Regions from separate parts of the Sus scrofa genome. Here region 2 is linked to region 1. The links are chromatin contacts, called in public Hi-C maps. All regions are on one chromosome and are shown on one strand. Each heading gives the region's core, a stretch centred on a gene start, on an enhancer-like site or on the middle of the called end of the contact. The rest is flanking DNA. Distances are from core to core; before and after follow the strand shown. Region 1 has its middle 50 kb from the start of ITPR2. Region 2 holds the start of ITPR2 (inositol 1,4,5-trisphosphate receptor type 2).

What was found. Hi-C and Micro-C count contacts between places; a contact is called where the count stands out from the background.
Region 2: a Hi-C map of retroperitoneal adipose tissue shows a contact between it and region 1, with 2.3 times the contacts expected there. The contact joins the promoter of ITPR2 here to the enhancer-like site in region 1. A contact is called at or near these places in 1 of 5 promoter capture datasets (liver), 7 of 47 Hi-C or Micro-C datasets (embryonic fibroblasts, fetal heart ventricle, omental adipose tissue and 3 more) and 2 of 2 datasets of contacts at active chromatin or transcription factors (alveolar macrophages and skeletal muscle).

The regions. Positions count from the first base shown.
Region 1 is chr5:46,884,987-46,887,670 of Sscrofa11.1, reverse strand. No RefSeq gene overlaps it. Among named protein-coding and RNA genes, the nearest start is that of ITPR2, 50 kb to the left of the region's middle. Within about 2 kb of position 1,345, at least 16 of the 83 cell types and tissues checked have an H3K27ac peak or open chromatin away from gene starts, as enhancers often do. A contact at or near this core is called in alveolar macrophages and retroperitoneal adipose tissue, where this site is marked.
Region 2 is chr5:46,934,804-46,937,487 of Sscrofa11.1, reverse strand. It overlaps ITPR2 (inositol 1,4,5-trisphosphate receptor type 2), which reads right to left and starts at 1,361. Exons shown (of 58, transcript XM_021092920.1): 1 at 1,016-1,361. It overlaps LOC110260584, which reads left to right and starts at 1,106. Exons shown (of 3, transcript XM_021091237.1): 1 at 1,106-1,354; 2 at 1,395-2,008. The coding sequence starts at 1,106. The coding sequence ends at 1,967.

The DNA.
Region 1 (2,684 bases), core at 96-2,595:
GAGGTTCAGCAGGTTAAGAACCCAACTAGTATCAATGAAGATGTGGGTTCGATCTCTGGCCTCCCTCAGTGGGTTAAGGATCCAGCATTGCCGCAGAGTGCAGTGGAGTTCACAGATGCAGCTGCTGGATCTGGCATTGCTGTGGCTGAGGTGCAGGCTCAGATTTAACCCCTGGCCCAGGAACTTCCACATGCCACAGGTTTGGCCATAAAAAGAAAAAAAGAAAAATATATCACTTCATAATTAACAGACTTTTCCATATGCACAATAACAGGTAAGACAGTGATTGTTTCTCCCATTATACATAGACCTCAAAGGGGAACAGTAATAATAAAACACTAACAACATAGAGCTAAGAAGTGAACCAAGCTAATCACAGAAACTAAGACTAATGTCAAGAATAAGGTAGCTTAGTGGGTTAAGGATCTGGTGTCGTCGCTGCTGTGGCTTGAGTCACTGCTTTTGCTCATGTTCCATCCCTGGTGAGAACTTCCACATGCCCCAGGCATGGCCAAAAAAAAAAAAAAAAAGGGGGTGAATAAATCTGGACAATCAGGAAACAAAGTACTTTGAGCAGGGAAGGTTTTATGTAAAGAATTATTAGCTAGGACAGAAGAGTAACTTTTAAAAAAGGACTCTAAATTGTACCTACAACTGCTTAAGAGTGCCTAAGAGAGAGAAAACTCGGAAGAGGGTTTAGACCTCCTTAGGGAAAAGGACCATTGCCACCCACAGGATGGCAAGGAATTTTTCTGGGTTGCTTAAGCCAGAGCTGGTCCAGGAGGAAACAACCTTCCAGGATATAGATGTGCCTTGGCTGGTGGGTGGATACACAGAGAGGCTCTGGAACACACCAGTGTCCAGGCAGTAGGATCACGGTTAGTGGTCAGCTGGGCCTGGGCCGGGCTGCAAGGTCACCAAGGGACAGTGTGTGGCTGTTGCAGAGGACACCTGATGTCTGCTTCCACACACAACCTTGCTGAGCCTTCCTTCCAGCAGCAGGCAGCCAGACCAAAAACCTCGCAGGGAAACCAGCTTTTCCGTCTCCCTGCAGCGTCTCTCTGGTGCCCTCTACTGGCCAAGCCTAACCTCGTGCTCACGGTGCAGAAGAAAGGCTCGAGCCCTCAGTCCGTTGAGAGCTGAAAAGGAATTCATTGTAACTAGTACCCTGAGTGGCTGTACCTGTCTGGGCTGTTCTGTAACAAGTTCTAGAAACCAGAAAAGGCTAGTCTTGGGGTTCTGCAAGAAGATTGGGGTGGAGTGGAGATCTGAAGGAGTAGAGATAGGGAGTGGCAGGTTAACACAGCAGCTCTAGAGGAAAGGGAGTTTATGTCCCAGCATGTCCATGTAAAAACCCGGAAGACAGTAAAAGGATCTGGTAAGCTGAGCCCGGGTCTCTTCCCCAAACCTGGATTTTCCCCACTGCAGGAGGAACTGAGGATTATGACTGACCAGGCCAGAGTCATTTGCTCACGTCTTTGGCCCAGAAGATGGGTGACTGGTTGGGAGCTACATCAGTTTGTAACAGAGCAGGGCCCCATGGGGTTCCTGGGCACAAAAACCTTTCTATGCCCCCCATTTCTTTCTTTCTTTCTTTTCTTTTCTTTTTTTTTTTTTTTTTTTTTTTTTTTGGTCTTTTTAGAGCCATACCCACGGCATATGGAGGTTCCCAGGCTAGGGGTCAAATCGGAGCTGTAGCTGCCGGCCTACACCACAGCCACAGCAACCTGGAATCTGAGCCGTGTCTTCCACCTACACCACAGCTCACGGCAACGCCGGATCCTTAACCCACTGAGCAAGGCCAGGGATCAAACCCACAACCTCATGGTTCCTGGTCGGATTCGTTTCCACTGCACCACGACGGGAACTCCCCCCAACCCCATTTCTTACTTTTAGGAAATAGACCTCATTCAGCCTCCATGGCCTTCCCTAAGTTCCAAGGGGCAGATTCAGACAATTGCTGATCAGGGAAGGAAGGGGATGCAGAGACAACGGTCAAAAAACCATAGTACAGTCTTTGGGCAGGATCCTGGTTCCCTCTCAAGGGGCACACAGAATGATGTCGGCATCTTATACACCTAAGAGAGAAGTGATATTCCTTATGCTTATATTAAAAGTAAATACTTTAACACTGAACAGCTTAGAGTCCTTCCTTGTCCTTCTCCTGGTCTTAATTGCACCCTAAACACGATCACCTGTAAGCTAAAGATTAGGCACCATGAGCACAATTGCCTGTGGGTTTACATGATGTTTTTCAGGAACTTTCCTACTTTGTTCTAATCTCTGATCAATACACCCTTTTCACAAGTCCTGTTATTCTAGTCAGTGACCCAGAAGACCACCACCAAGAACATGTGGAGATCTGATGCCAGCTTTGATGACCAAGATTTACCCAAAGAAAGAAGAATGCATGTTTGCCCCAATCCTAATTCTTATCTGAAAGCCTGTTTTTCTCCTTTTTACTATAAAACTTCCCACAAATCTTTCCAGTGGAGCAGTGGAGGGCAGAGTCTTCTTCTTCTTTTTTTTTTTTTTTTGTCTTTTTTGCCATTTATTGGGCCGCTCTCGCGGCACATGGAGTTCCCAGACTAGGGGTCTAATCGGAGCTGTTGCCACCGGCCTACGCCAGAGCCACAGCAATGCAGGATCCAAGCCGCGTCTGCGACCTACCGCACAGCTCACGG
Region 2 (2,684 bases), core at 112-2,611, 50 kb before region 1:
AGTGAACAGCCAGAAGTGGCAACACCAGTTCCTTAGCCTGAAATCTCCAAGACTAGGGAGTCTAGCTACTGATATCAGGTGGCCACCAAAAAACAACAACAACAAAAAAGTATGCATAAAATACAAAGCAGTGCGCATTTAAACTACTTACTGGTACTCACCATCAGGACAGAGAGAAAATACTAGTAATCAAGGAAGTCCTCTTTAACCATCTAACACACGATTATGTTTATATATATATTTCCCTCATTCATAAATCAACTCAAACCTTAAGAGCCCTGCACTTGGCTGAGTCTCAGGAGGGGTTCAGCCTTTCAGTGGGCCAAGGCCCAGGAAGGGGAGAAAGCAGGTGTGAGTTCCATAACGCCGGAGGCCTTCGGTGCTTTCTGAGGGTCGCCGCGCGGCGGACGTCCCCGAGCTGCCTGCGAGGCGCGGCAAGTCCCCGTTCCGCAAAGCTGAAAGGAAATTATTTCAGGGAAGCGGGGACGGTGAGCTTCTCCCGCAGGGCAAAGCCACTCTCGGCTCACTACATCGCCCAAGTTTCATGTCCAAGGCCACGGACTTTTCATCGATTGCTCTTACAAACCCGGCCTTGAGGGACAGGGGCTTGAGAGTGGGGGCGAGCAAAGAAGCGGAGAGGGGGCGTTTTGTTTCACCTCCAAGGGAAAAACAAAACAAAACAGAAATGTTTTAATCAAAACAACCCACGGAGAAGCCAACGAAGACTTCTTCTCCCGGCCTGTCTCCGGGCTTCTGAATCACTTCCTCCTTTTCAGAAGAGTCTCTGAGCTTGAGATTACGAAGTTGCTGAGAAAGTCTAGCCTCTTGGGGCAGCTTCCTGCGAGCTAGCGAGCCGAAGGCACGGCGCTGTCCGCCGGCGCAGAGCCTGCCCGCCCGCCCGCCCCGCCACCCAAGGCGGGAGCTGGCGCCCGAGGACCCGGCGGCGCCAGGAGGGACCGGGATGGGTTCCGAGGGGACCGAGCGCCAGCGCTCCCCAGCCCGCGCCCCGACTTACCCCAGCGTGTTGATGAAGCCGTTGACCGAGCCCTCCGCGTACAGGGACACGATGTCCCCTATATAGAGGAAGCTGGACATTTTATCGGACATGCTGCTTCATGCTCGGAAGAAGACGTCCCTCCTCTTCCCTGTGCCCTCTCCGCCCTCTCCAGCGAGCCACCGCGGCAGAGGCGGAATGGAGCGCCCTCCTGCAGCGCCCAGAGCGGCGGCGGCGACGGTGGACACCGCCGAGGGATCGAGTGTCGGGCTCAGCCCTGCCCCGCACCCGGGAACCTCCAGGAGCAAGCCGCAGCTTAGGGCACCCAGAGACGTGCGCGGCCCGGACGCCCTGAGAGCCGTAGCTGCTGCCTCCCCGGCAGGTTTCCTGTTCCTTTCAGAAGTTTTCTCTCCAACACCTTTGCTCCTCCTCCTCCCTCCTCCGCTCCCCCTCCCCGTCCCCTTCAGGCTCCGCGCCCCACCGTTGCTGTCCCGCTGCGGAGCAGAAGCTAGTGCTTGCAGAGCCCCTAGGTCCTCTCCGGGGAATTTTTGGACCAGGTGCCTGTGCCCATTGGGCGAAGGGGAGGAGAGGCGCCCTTAGAGCAGGGGGTGCAGGCCAATCAGGCGGCGGCGGCCGGGGGTGGAGCCGGGCCGGGGCGGGGCGAATATGGGGGGCCAGGCCACCCTGGCAGCTGCGGCGCGCGCTAACCCAACGCGGGGAGGCGCTGGAGGGGCTGCGGGGGCCCGGAGCCGGGAAGTGGGCCCCGGAGGGCCCCCCGCCCCGGGAGAGGCTAGCTAGACTTGAGGTGCGACAGTTCCCTCCCAGAAAAGTGAAGGATGACGGGGCCGAGACCCTTTCCCGGGTCTTAAAGGAGGCGGGGAGGATGAGAATTGGCGATGGAGAGGGAGCGCAGGACCAGAGCAAGAGTGAGCCCGCGATGCCCCTCGGAGATGAAAAGGTGGAACCGGAGTAAGATGGGTAATTTGCTGACAAAGAGGAGAGGAAGGTGTTGAGGTAAAGGGAAAAAACAGACATTTAAAAAAAATACACAAGAAAGAAAATAAAGAGAAGGAGAGGGAAGGAAGGGAGATGGAGGGTCTGCTCTATATGAAGTGTGTAGTTTGGGGTTTTGTTTCTAGTATAGGGCGTTAGTGAAACCTGACCCGTCAGCAGCTGTCCAGGTGGACGCGAGGTAAACGTCACTTGGCCGAGCCAGCAGTTTTTTAAGCCAACCTATGGCAGTGAACTTTCTCTTAAGCCTCCCAAGGCCGCGCCTCCTTCTCTTAAACCCAAGCCCAGGTTTAACCTCCCACCTCCGGGAGCCCGCTGTCACCTTTTTACTGACTGTCCCGCTTTGTTTACATTTAAAGTTTCTGACTCTTAAAGCTCCAGCGATCATAAATGAAACTGGAGGCCGGGCACATTTCCACACCTTCTCTGTTGCTTTTGTAACCCTCATCATGTTAGATTTTTCTCCTACCTTTCTGGAAGACCTGAAAAAGGCAAACTCTGGGTGGCAGTTTTGACTAGCCACCCAATCAAAGAATTTGTGACCAAAGTAATTCCCCCTGGAGCAAGGTTTGCTGAAAGATGGAGGAACCCAGGGCTTGTAAAGAATGTGTGCCCAATTGTGCAACTCACCAAAATTTAAATTTACAGTTTGAGGCTCTCTTACACTTTGAAGATGGTT